2 separate regions of the Arachis hypogaea genome follow, and region 1 is linked to region 2. Evidence: chromatin contacts called from public Hi-C data. All regions are on one chromosome and are shown on one strand. The core of a region is the stretch at or near the end of the contact, and the rest is flanking DNA. Distances in the headings are between cores, read along the strand shown. Region 1 has its middle 9.6 kb from the start of LOC112737497. Region 2 holds the start of LOC112737495 (cellulose synthase-like protein H1).

Region 1 (7,222 bases), core at 4,341-6,840, 34 kb before region 2:
CACCGTAGCAGAGAGACATAAAGCTAGATTTCACGGTAGTAGAACAAATGGCCGACCACGACGATGTCAACAGAAGTGCATAACAGATGCCTGACGACGATGAAACCTTCAATCCGTGCTTCCGACGACGACCACAGGACTAGGCAACGATGATCAGAAGACCAGAGGATCTTCGATCCGCGACGGTGGCAATGTTTGGTGGTCACCGTCGGCTCGATTATGTCGTCGATGTTGGAGTTCCTTCTGGGGCTGTTGGAGGATGACTGGAAGACGAAATTAAGGTTGAGGGTGGCTATGTGTGTAACACCCCAATTAGCCTAAGCTTTACCTCGCGTCGTAAAGCAAAATTAAATCAGAGATTACGACAGTTCTAAGCTCATACATAATATATATATATATATATAAAGAATAGTATAATCTAGAAGCCCGATGAAGGATATAGCTCAAAATTAGTATTTGAAAAGCGCAAAACGTGATAATGAAGCTACTATCTTAAGGTACAAAAAACAGATAAGATATAACAAAAGATAAGTATATAATATCATAGGAAACTAGCCACGGCTCGCGGAGTTTAAGCCGGCTAGCCATATACAAGTATACAGAACCATACAGTGAAAATAGTTTATACAAGTTTTGTTCTCTCAAATGTAAGCCTCTAGGCAAAACAAAATACAATAGGAGAGATGTATAAACAAAATAAACCAAAAAGACTCCAAAAGAATCCAAGATCCTCCGCTTCTGTCACCATCCAAAGAAACTCATCGAGGTGGGTTGCGACCTGCATCTGAAAAACACAACAGAAAATATGGTATGAGAACCGGAGGTTCTCAGCATGGTAACAGTAACCAATGATGTAGGATATAAGACCCCGGGACGCCAAAGGCAATCCTAAGCTCCATATCCATCACAAGATTCAAACTTAAAGCATTCTAAAACAAATAAGTATAATCATATCATCCTTGACTTAATTAAACCAGGTAATTTATCTTAGGGAATTTCTACTCTAACCAAACACCGCTGTCCCACAGCCTTCACCAACCGATCCTCCATGCGATCCCATTGTCACCGCCTTCCGAACCTCCTCAATCCCAGTAGAAAACACAGGTAATATACAATGCAAGTAAAACACAAGTAGAAGTATATAAGGCAAATAATTCAAATAGCAATTAGGCATGTTATACAAATAGGCAAGCCATTACAAGTAGACAAAGCATACAAACAAATAGAAAATACATATGATGAATGCCTGCCCTACTGGCTGTGATATCACATTGTCGGTTCAATTGCCAACCCGACACATCTCCATGGAGACGTTGCCCTTCGAATTTTCTCATATGGGAACCCCCGATATATAGTGCTCGGATCACTATCGAGGTACCGGCGCCTGCACACTCTATAGATCCGAAGGGATGCGAGCGGGATACTCTTGCCACAGACCTCACATCTAAACGCAAGCGGAACGAACCACCGTCCTTACGCCGTCGCCGCTACCTCGACAGACGGGATCCAACCGCCGTCCCTGCCGGGCGCATAGCGTCTTATAATCTCAATATAAAACAATGGTACAGTGATTTTCAGAAAACATTTTCTGTATAAAGTGGATCCATCAATCTCAATCAGAATCCTCGACTCAACTCAACCACTGTCAATCCGCAATTCTATTTCCGAACATCAACAGTTCATAATTTCTTATCTCATATATCAATCATCCTTCACATAACGTCAAACCATTCTCAGCACGCCAGAAACCTAGGACTCTGTTTTCTAAGTTTTCCAAATAATAATTCCTAGATCCATTAAATTCTTTCCCATGGTTTAACTTTCCAAAACTAGGACCAAAATTCTAAGAATAGTGTTAAAGAAGCGTACAACCTTGATAGGAAGGTAGAATAGTTGAAAACAAAGAAAATTTTGAGAAACAACGCGTGTGCGGCCGCACCAGGGTGTGCGCGCGCACGCTCCGAAGAGTTTTAAAATGTGTGCGTATGCACAGGGGTGTGCGTACGCACAGGTGGCAAAACTTACAAAATTTGTTCACTCGCACAACCTGTGCCAGCGCCCCCAACAAACTGGCCTTCCCAACGTGTGCGTGCGTACAGGTGCGTGTGCGGACGCACAGGTCACAATTCATCCTTAGATATGTACGCGCACAAGCTGTGCTAGCGCTGCAAACAGAACGCATTTCCCTGCCTGTGCGTGTGCACAGGTGTGTACGTCTGCACAGATTAAAATTTTTGCAGGTTGTGCGTCCGCACAAGGCCGTGCGTGTGCACATATCAGAAATCATAAAATTCTGCAACTTAGCATAATTTCAGATTTTTAACACCAACTTTGAATGATCATAACTTCCTCTACAAAATTCTAATTTTCACAAACTTTGTATCAATTTAAAGGGTTTTCAAAGATCTTTAATTCTAATCAAATTTTAATCAATTTCGAAAACTGAAGCAAAAGTTATGATCGAACAAAGTTCACAAAAATTTCTTTTTTACCCAATTTTTACATGTACCCAAATTTACCAAATTCACAAGCCACATCCAACTAGATCAATACCAAACTTCCATTTCCAGCACAATTTATCCTTTTAAATCACATTGCACCATTCTCAATCATCAAACACCAAATATGTGACACTAAGCTCAATTGTTCCACCAACACATTTACCAACCATCAATTTATTCCTATCACTTATCATCATCAATTTCATTCATACTTATATCAATATTCCACCATATACAATCATTCAAATCATCAAACATCACAACTCAACATCGTCATTTCCCAACAAAACAACATCAATTTAGCATACAACTTCAACCAACTATCATCAACAACCATATAAATCCAACCTATCCTATAGGTCACTAGTCTAAGTGTCCATGAATATTATATACTACATTGAGAAAACCGAAACCATACTTTGGCCGATTTCCTATATGCACCAAAACTCCAATTTAGCACAAACAAGCTCCCAACCACAATCCAAGCTTTCAATTCCACTCCAATAAGCAAAATTAAGTTCTAATAGCTCCCAAAGCCACAATAATCAAACTATATGCATACAAATCACCTCAAATCAACCTAGGATTCCAATTAAATATAAATTCACAAGGGTTTAATGGCTCTTACCTTTTTCAATGGATTTAATAGCAAAAATCCAAGGCTAAGCAAGGATTAGAGTAAACCTAAACATCCAAAATAAAAAAACTCACTTAATCACAAACCCTAAGAACCAAAATTTTAGAGAAGAATAGAAAGGATTTCGTGGTTACCTCTCCAATTTCTTATATGGGTTTTGTAGAGCTCTTCACGAGGAACACATAGCTGCAAAGGGTGCGGCGATCGGAGCTCCGTAGCTCAAGATATGAGCTAGAGAAGAAGAGGGTGAATAGTGTTTCTTCTTCCCCTTCTCCCCTTTCTATTTCAGCTGGTGGTGGTGGGAAATGGATCCTCTCCATTTTTTTGAACACTTGAGAGAATAAAGTGTGATTTCTCACTTTTAATTCTATAAGTGGGACCAAAACTAAATAAGAGAGAGAGCAATAAACGATAGGATTAAACACTGGACACCATCCAGTTTTTTCTCCACTGGAGAGGATCCACTCTCGGTGGTGGTGTATTATGAGTGTGTTGTTTGCTAAAAAGGGTTCATTAATGAACCTTATATATGTTGGGCTTGGGCCCGGTCCAACCCATTAGCGTTTTTATTCCGTTTGGCCCAACTTCGGGCCAAACCTTTAAAACTAACACCTGGTTTTCTATTTCTAATGTTTTTGACGGTTTTCACTTTTTCTCCTGCGGTACCGGACAGACATGAACCGGTTCAGCTGCCGGTTCGTAGTTTTTCACGATTTTTTGCAGAAAACACATTTTCTGACTCAGAAAAACCTACTGAGTCCAAAAATCATACTTAAATCCTCAAATTCTCACTCTAAATTTTTAGAATCTAATTTGGGCAATTAATCACTTAATTAACCAGTTGATTAGTTGTGGTTCTTACAATGTGTGAGCGGCTCGTCGGGTGGGTCGGGTCAGCTACGGGTGGCGCATTTGTGTGACTTTGTTTTTTCGGTTTTTTTCCCCCAGAGCGTCAAAACAACGCCGTCTTCGGTGAACAATAAACTAGAAGCTGTGAAAACCCGGCCGGTTCGGCCGGTGTGATCGATTTTTCCACCGGTTCTTTGCATGACAGTTTTGGGAATCATTCAGACTACCCAGGTGACTGGTTTCCTATTATCCGGATCGAACCGACTAGTACAGTCTGGTCCAGTTTTCAGAACCTTGATTTTTACATTACACAATTATTTAAGTCACTAAAGGGTTTAAGAATATTAGATATTCTTAGTGCGTCAAATCTTCTCAAACTAAGCTTGATCTCTAATAGACCAAGTATAAATGTTCAATAGTTTTGTCCTTAAACTACACATAAAAAAATCCGAGATTTAACTTCAAGATACTATCAAATGTAAAAAATTTCTAAACACTCTGTCCTGTAATCAAAAGAATTCATAAGAATCATAAAACTGTGTTGTTCAAAAATATCGTGATTAAATATTTATCGTTTTAGTTCTAATATCTTATTCTTTATTTTGTAAAATCTCTTCCGATTTCATAACAGAATTTTCTTAGTTACTTTCAAAATATTTTGATTTATGATTCCTTGGACTAAAATAATCGACTTGGTATTTTAGTATTGTAAAAATTCAATTCAAATTTCTTACTTATATCTCAATAAAAAAACATGATTTTTTTGTCTTTTTAAATTAAAGTTTTATTTTGATACACTAATAGTGTAAAATATTTTATATAATCATTCAACTTCATTCTTTCTTTTATATAACCATTTATACTATTAATGTAAAACGCAATTATCTTTTTTGATATGTTGCTATATAATTGGATGCACATATTAAATTATTAATCTTAAAATATTATTTTATTCTTTTAGAATTTAATAAAAGGTTATTTTAGTATTTTTAATATTAAATTTAAATTCATAATTTCTAATACAATAAATCAACCTCAGTAATAATTTAGTGTTTTCTAAATTAATGCTTAAAGAGATATCTTAGTCCTTTAAGAATAAACTAAAAGGAATTTTTAATTTTTTTTATATTATTCTTCAAAAATTGTTTTGTTCTTTTGAAAATAAATATAAAGGTGTTATAATTTTTTTATAAATTAATAATTAAAATTTTTATATGCATATTTTTAAAATCTGTTTCATGTAGCATTTTTATATTTTCTATTTTCTGTATTAATTTTTTAATTCATCCTTCTTTATTTTCATTTAAATCTTATATAAGAGAAAAAAAAGTTTTTACAATTTCAACTTGTCTTTTCAATTAACCATATTCTAAAAAAGTGAAGAAAACCAATTATTCTCAACATGCTGTTTTATCTTTATTTTCTCCTACTTCAATAGACTTGCTTTGCAATTTTATTGTTTTCGGTAGGCTCATCTTTCCCTTAAAAGAGTTTTTTTTTTTTCTTTTCCAACAATTCTATACAACTCTTATATCCTAAACCCAATAACAGTCCATATCCCATACACGCTTGGTCCATAGTCTTTGCTCCAATCCATACAGAATAGCGGTTACGGGGCCCACTTCCAAAGCCCATTACGGGCATCCCTCACTCACTCTGACTAATTGGCGTGGCTCCAACATCATGCAGCCTCGACAGGGACTCTGACACCTTTGCCGAGCTGCTCCCCTTCATGGATCATCTTGCCACTTGTCACAACAACCTTTAATAAAAGGGAATCTCTCTAACTCTGTATAGATTAACATCTGTACGCTATAATTTTTTTAATATTTAAAGTGTCTTATTTTAATTCAAAAAAATTATTTAGCTTTAATATAGTCTTATCGTGAAGTCAAAGTTAAATAACTAATGAAATGTTCTACATGATAGTAGTATAAGAACAAGATCGATAATTTGAAAAACAAGTACAAGCTCCAAAGGCACAAAATCAACTGTGGATGTATCAATACATTTATTTATCATTCTTCTTACAATTTAAATGAAATATTTTCTATAGAACTAAGGAGAATGATAAATAAATCTATTGATATATCCGTGGTTGATTTTGTGCCTTTTGAACTTGTACTTGTTCTCTAGATTATCGATCTTCTTCTTGTACTGCTGTTATGTAAGACATTTCGTTAATTATTTAACTTTGACCTCACGATGGGACTAAATTGAAACTAAATGAAACTTTTTTGGATTCAAATAGGACACTTTAAACCTTAAGAACTAAAATAAGATTACGCCCAAACATAAGGGACTTATTTGGTACTTTACCCTATATACATAATATATATTTTTATTTTTTATTAATTGTTACATGTTAAAATTTGATTAGAAGAGCTAAATTCATCTTTACACACTGTTTGGTTTAAAATAATACGGAGGAAAAGAAAATATAGAAAAAGAAAATAGGTGAAAAATCAAATTTTCTATTGTTTGGATGACCAAATAAAAAGATTTATTATTAATAAAGATAATATATTAAAATCTTAAAATATAATTTGAATGATTTTTTCTATTAAAAAATTAATTTAAATACATTAATAAATTATAATTTATATATAATATAGGTAAAGGTATTAACGTAATTTTATTCTGGTATAATTTTTTCTCTTCTTACTTTTTCTTTCATCCAAACAAAAAAAAATTCACATATTTTATTTTCATTCATTTTCTCTTTATCCAAACAATAAAAAAAAAATACACTTTTTTTTCCATTTTTTTCTCTCATTTTCTTTCCTCTTATTTTTTATTTTGCATTCAATCAATGCCTTTGAGGGACTCTCTCTCTCTCAAAATAAGAGCCAAATCTCTCTTTAAATTTCACCCCAATGTATAATTTTTTTTTCTGATAGCATAGTAATAATGTCTCCAAAATTTGTGTCATTGGAGATGCTCTAAAGCACCAAATATACAAAACATGACAAATGTAAAAACAAAAATCATTCACCTAATGTTTGAGAAGTTTTGTCCAAAAGTAGGTTTTTCTTTTTTAATAGTTTAATTTTAATGTATTGGTAGTGTAAAATATTTTACACAGTCGTGCAATTACATCCGTTCTTTTAGATGATCATTTATGCAGTTAATGTAAAAGGTAGTTATTTTTACTATGTGACCTTGCGTAATTAAATGCACGTATAAAACTACTTTATACTGACTGTGCATCAAAAATTTTTTTTCAATTATTTCT
Region 2 (7,295 bases), core at 3,524-6,023:
AGCTCAGCTCAATAGCTCGTGAGCTGGCTCGATTATATATATAATTATTAATACACATATCCTATATGCATCTAGTCTATACTTTTAATATTATATATATACTTATGAAATAGTAATATATAATTATATATATTAATGATCTTAATTATTTAAAATTTTATATTTATTTATTACACATAATTTTGATGTAAGACATAAATAAAAAATTTATATTTATTAATAGATAAACAATAATTGTTCTTTTCAAATATTTTTAAAAATATATAAGTTATAATTTATTGATATAAAGTTATAGATTATGTATTTATGTTTCTATTATTTGAGCCAGCTCGTGAGCTTGAGCCAGCTCGTGAGCTTTTGGTGAGCCGAGCTTGAGCTTAAGAAATAGGCTCGATTGTTAATGAGCCGAGCCATGAGCCAAGCTCAATTTTGGTGAGCCGAGCTTGAGCTTGGTCTAGCTCGGCTCAGCTCGGCTCACTTCCAGCCCTTTGTCTCAGTGTCCTATCTCTGTAAATAAATGCAACCCAAAAGATCATATTATAATTGAGCATTATTTTAGAGTGGAGATATTTTTAGTCACAATTGATAAGTAATTACAAGAGTTGAATAGTAGATTCAATGATCAAGTAATGGATTTACTAAATTTGAGCTCTACTCTCATGCCTAACGATGTTTACAAAAATTTTGACATTGCTAAGATTTCTATTCCGAAGACTTTAGTGAGCAAGAGAAGATTAATTTGCTTTTTCAACTTCAACATGTTATTCTTGATGTTTGTCAATATTCAGAAATGAAGAATTTATCAACTATTCATGAATTGTATAGATATTTAGCAAAAACAAAAAAGTCAAAGGTGTATTACTTAATTGATAGATTAATTTGTCTGATATTAACTCTTTTAGTTTCTACAATTATTATAGAGTGATCATTTTCAGCAATAAAAATAATGAAGACAAAGCTAAGAAATAAAATGGAGGACGATTTTCTGATGGATAGTTTGGTTATTTACATTAAAAAAAATTGTTAAAAATTTAGTTCTGATTCAATTATTGAAAATTTCAAGTCACTCAAGACTTGAAGAGTACCATTATAAACTATTTTATCTTTTTTATCCGTAGAATTATTTATTTATTATCTTATTAGTAACAAATTTAAAAAATAATTATATTTTTAATATAAATATTATTATATAATTTTTTATGTTAAATTTGTGATCCCCTTAAAATTTTTTTTAAACTCCATCATTGCTTTACAGGTCATCTTAAAATTAATATAATTATCAAATTAAACTATATATATTATATACTTTTTAAATATAATTTTTATTAATGTAAAATGATTGTACACTCGAATGCCTTTTTAATGTCACAGTATCAAAAAATGGAAAATTCACAAATACAGTTATTACTGTATTCTTTCACTGCATAACTCTGCAGGTCATCTTGATCATAGAAATGCTGCATCCTGCATGTGGTTTCTATTATTCATATAACATAATAAAAACATAAAATTAACCAAATTCGACTAAAATAGTAAAATGTCAATGTCTATATTTTTCGTTTAATTCGAAATATGATTGTGTATATATAATTATATATACAGGTTGGAGGCCAATAATTGAGCACGGAAATACAGTAACGGCAGCTAACAACGAAGTGTCACTTTAGACGGCGACTTCTCCATCTCCGAATCTAGTCTCCTGTTTGTTTACGTAATTAATCTCATTTTTCTTTCATTTATTTACGACTCTAATATTCATGTGATTCGTTAATTATCTCCACATATAGTAAGGTCCCCATTCTAAATTAAAATCGCCAGTGCCTGTTACGGTCCCAATCCACTTAATGGCATTGGATTTTTGTGGTATGCTAGTTTTGTTTCAGCATGAGAGAGATTGTATTAAAAAATATTAATATCATTTGGTATTATTATAAACCACACTTAGCTTTTTTTTTTTTTTCTTTTCAAAAATCCTAAGAAAAAAGAAAAATACACGCATAAGTAACTCTCTTCCTATTCGAACAGACAATTTGTTGAAGATTATCTATGGAGTGAATCATACACATGATTAATTAGTATTGGTTTTAGCACCATAATGAGTTAAATATCTTATTGTCAAGGATGATCTCCTAAATTTTAGTGACAAGATCATAATCTTTATATTTGTTGAGATAATACAGATTTTAAAATTGAGTAAAGTATTATTTTTGTCTTTAATGTTTGGGTAAGTTTTAAAATTGTCTCTAACATTTAAATCATTCTATTTAAGTTCATAACATTTTAAAATTGACTCAATATTGTTCTTCAGTTAAGAATCTGTTAACATAATTGACAACAGATCAAAATTGAGACGATTTTAAAACGTTAAAGACTTAAATAGAATGAAAACGTTGGGAACAAAAATAATACATAGAAATAAATTTTAATTTTATCTTTCAATAATATCAATTTTTTACTGTACATAGTATATATTCAATTATTTTTTAATCACATCTAAGTATAAATTACACTTAATCACATTATTTTTATTCTAAATAAATTTATTTTTTTATAATTTTACTCTTAAAGATTTTTAGTTATCATACAATATTTGTAGAATGACTAGTACATATATAAACTTGCAGAAAAAAAATGATATATATATATATATAAAATATAAATCGTACTTTTTGTCTCTAATATATTAAAATTATTTAATGTTTAATTTAGTTAAATTTTATTTTTAATTTTATTCTTCAAGATATCAAATTTTTATGGTAGATAATTATTTTTTAAATTTTATTTTTAATCACATTATTTTTTTAAGTGACTTTATTTTTTATTAAGAGTAAAATTAAATAATTTCAATAATTTTAATTTTGAATAAATTTGGAAAAATAATTATGGTAATAATAACAACTAATTAAATTACGTCGTGTAATTATTATGATTCGGTTGCACGCATCAATTGTTATATTGTATTGTAATATTATAAGTTATAACTTACATACCTCTTACAATTAGTGAAAAATATATTGATCAAATTGTCTATTTTAAATTTAATAAAATATTATATAAATTAAACTTTCTTATTTAAATATATAATATATGTAAAACGTGTGAGATAATAATTTCAATAATTTTAATTTTTTATAATTTTAATCTTTTTACGATAAATAATTATTTAATTTATTTTTTAATTTTGTTCTTAATAAAAAATAATAAATTTACTTAGAAAAAATAATATGATTAAGAATAAATTAAAAAAATACTTGAATAGTTATTTACCAAAAAAATTTGATATTATTGAAAAATAAAACTAAAAATAAAGTTTAACTAAATTAAACATTAAAGAATTTCGATACATTAGAGATAAAAGGTACAATTTATACTTTATTGTGTATATATATATATATATATATCATTTTTTTCTTTTTTGTAAGTTTATGTACTAGTCATTCTACAAATATTTCATGATGACTAAAAATCTTTAAGTGTAAAATTATAAAAAAAAATTATTTAGAATAAAAGTAATGTGATTAAGTGTAATTTATTTATATGTGATTAAAAAATAATTGAATACTATGTATAGTAAAAAATTGATATTATTGAAAGATAAAATTAAATTTATTTTTATGTATTATTTTTGTCCCCAACATTTTCGTTCTATTTAAGTCCCAACGTTTTAAAATCGTCTCAATTTTATTCCGCCGTCAATTCTGTTAACGAATCCCTAATAGTAAGATAACATTGAGCCAATTTTAAAATATTAGAAATTTAAATAAAATAATTTAAATAGAACAACTTTAAAACTTACCCCAAACATTAAGGACAAAAACAATACTTTACAAAAGAATAAAGACATCTCTAAAGACATTTTAAAGTGGAATAGACTTCAAACAATCCAAAACTTAATCCCCATCAGAATTTTTAATAATGCATCCGAAACCAAATATATACTCCTATCAAACGATAAATTAGCATCACAATTGATTTTGTAGAAATTATCTTGAGAGCAGTTTTCCAATTGAGCCGCCAATTTAAGCCACACCTAGCAATTTGCTTACAATATGTCATATGTGGGTTAACTCCTTCTGAATAATGATGGAAAATTTTTAATTTTTTTAATTATTCTTTTAATATCTAAAATAAAAAAGATTTTGATTTTTTTCTCTTTTTAATGTTTTTAAAAAATAATACATAGTAATAATATAAAAATAATTAAAATGATAAATTAGAACTTTCAATAATTATTCAACTTCTTTTAAAAAAATAATGTATATGAAAATACAGCATATACTATAGTCAAAATTTAATTTTATTATAATTTGGAAGTCAAAATAACAACATATAGTAAATATATACTATATTTATTGATCTCTAGATGAGTAAATATATATAGATATGCCATATTGCTTTAATTTATTTTCTTGATAAGAAAAATACTTATTTTCTTACATGTTTTAAAAATTTATTAAAAATTTTAATGTATATTAGAAATAATCACCATTATAATCGCTTAATTTTTTGTATATTTAAAATTTATATTTTTCTCGTAATATTTTACTTTTTATTTTGCAGAATAGATTCATTTATGAAAATTTAATATTTCTGAATATAATCTAAATTCAAATAAAATATAATAAATTAATAATAAATCTAAATATAAAAAAAGTTATAATTAAAAAATTATAAAACCAATATATATAATTATGAATATTCTTAAAATACAAATTAAATATATTTTTAAATTATAAAGATTTCTCCAAACTTCTATTCTTAAACTTTTAAAAGGAACAATGAATTTTATTAATTAAAAGTTATGTTTTGTACTATATTATTTGTTTGATAAGCTAATGTCTAGAGGCGTATACCACTCATTTTTTTTTCTATAAAATAAGGCATATATTATATAGCACTCTATCAATAGAAACATAAGTTTTTCTCTCATCACCTTATTAGGTTGAATCAATGGCAAACCAAACCTCTCTTCCCTTCTATGAAAAACATAGGTTCAAATACAATTTCAAGAGAGTAATGGATGTCTTGATCTTAATCCTGCTGCTACTTCTACTTGGTTACCGAGTCATCTCTTTGGTCAACAACTACAGTTTCCATTGGCTTGGTGCTTTGATATGCGAATCATGGTTCACCTTAGTTTGGATTTTCACCATCACCACACAGTGGAATCCTGCTACTATTAAAACCTATCCAGAACGTCTCTTGCAAAGGTTTTACTTCTATATATCTCGTTTTACTTTTTATTAATAATTTTGAATATTAAAAACCCAAGATTTGTATACACAAAGATGGTATATATAATATGATATACTACAAATTAAAATTGTTTTTATCCTAAGACGATAGATGAGACAAAAAAATCTATCTGCATATTAAAATTAATTATTATATATTTATATATAAATATTTATAATTTAATTTATTATTGTGTATATTTTATATTTTAATATATATTTTATATTGATAATTAATTTTATTAGCTAATTTTACTGGACATCTAATATAATAATAAATAAAAATTATTAAAAAATTTAATATATTTAATTAAATTATTATTTAAGAATTTTCGTTTATTATCTTTATACGAAAATAATAACTCTATGTGAGTAGTTACCGTATAACATTACTCTATTACTATCACTCGTTTATTAATAAATAAAGTTATGTTGCACTATATTGTATTGTTGGTTGCTTGCATGCTTGTTGATAGTGCATGTGTATGTGTTTGGTTTTTACTCTTTCTTCTTTCCATTAATAAAATAAAATTATTATATATGTTTCATATGTTGATTTGAACCGAACATAATAAATAAATAAATAAATAGATTAGTGAACTCGATCAGATACGTACACTTCATCTATGGAATTAGATGAACCGAGCCATCTTTTTCCCTCGGTTCCATCTAGGGGTGGCAAAGCAGGTCGGGCCGCCCCGCCTCGTCCCGTCCCGTCTAGGCCCGCCTCATAAATGGGGCGGATCGACCCGCCCCACCAACTAAAATGGATTTAAAATGTTAGTCCGCCCTGCTTTATGGTAGATTGGTGAGTTGGCGGGCTAGTCCACTTGACTTTTTTTTTTTTTAAATAAAATTCATTAAAATTAACTAAAAAATAATAATTAAAAAATCAAATACAATAAAAAATAGTCAAATTATAATATAATTTTTTTACTATTTTTTAATTTTTAATTTTAATAAAATTGTTCAAAATAATATTTGTTAATAGAATCATCTTTATTTTAAAAATTAAGTCACATAATTTGAGCTTATATTCGAAATTGTAAAATAAAATAAATAAAAATAACTATAAAAAGAAAAAAAACTAAAAATAAAAAAAATTCAAAAATTCTATAATTATTAATTTTATAATAATAATCACTCTTTTATTTAATAAAAAATAAAAATCTTCGGTTCGGCGGATCAGCCCATCCCGTCTCGTCAAAACTCACCAATTTGGCGGTGCGGGTTTGACGGGTTTTTTTAATTTGGCATGCTTCAAATCCTAGCCCGATCCGTGGGTTTAGCGGATCGACTCGATGGGTTCGACCCGTTTTGCCACCCCTAATACTTCCATCTAGCTGTCCAAGAGCTTCTACCATTTTATAGATTTATTATAATATAGAAGAAATGTTTAGTATTTAAAGAATTTTAAATCCGACGTTGGATCTTAATAAATTTTTATTGATTATAAATCTTCTAAAAAATTATTTTTATCGAATAAATTATTTTTTTATTTTAAATAAAGACTAATTTCAGTAGTTTTTTTTAGATTTAATTATTTTATAACAAAAATTTAATTAAAACTGACAAAAGGATCAATTTATCCGATAAAAAAATTTTTAAAAACTTAGTGAATAAAGTTTTAGAGTAAAGTATTAAATTGGTCTAGTCACCAAAAAAAAAGTATTAAATTGGTCTCTTACGTTGGGCGTAATTCTGGTCCTTAAAGTTTATTAAATCAAAAAAAGTTTCATTTAGCTTATCAACATAGTCCCACCGTGAGGTCAAAGTTAAATAATTAACGAAATGTCTTACATGACAGCGAACAAAGTCGATAATCTGAAGAATAAATACAAGCTCCAGAGACATAAATATATTATCGACCTTATTCTTGTACTACTGTTATATAGGACATTTCGTTAATTATTTAACTTTGACTTTACAGTAGGACTATATTATTGAAATTAAATAAAAAAATTTTAAATTCAAATAGAACACTTTAAACCTTAAAAACCAAAACAAAATTACGCTCAAACGTAAAAAACTAATTTAGTATTTTACACAAAATTTTATTAA

What was found. Hi-C and Micro-C count contacts between places; a contact is called where the count stands out from the background.
Region 1: a contact with region 2 is called in a Hi-C map of leaf, with 2.0 times the contacts expected there. The contact joins the enhancer-like site here to the promoter of LOC112737495 in region 2. A contact is called at or near these places in 3 of 8 Hi-C or Micro-C datasets (all in leaf).

What each region holds. Positions count from the first base shown.
Region 1 is chr13:16,987,904-16,995,125 of arahy.Tifrunner.gnm2.J5K5, reverse strand. No RefSeq gene overlaps it. Among protein-coding and RNA genes, the nearest start is that of LOC112737497, 9.6 kb to the left of the region's middle. Within about 2 kb of position 5,590, at least 3 of the 3 cell types and tissues checked have open chromatin away from gene starts, as enhancers often do.
Region 2 is chr13:16,953,439-16,960,733 of arahy.Tifrunner.gnm2.J5K5, reverse strand. LOC112737495 (cellulose synthase-like protein H1) reads left to right here and starts at 4,773. Exons shown (of 9, transcript XM_025787416.3): 1 at 4,773-5,210. The coding sequence starts at 4,951.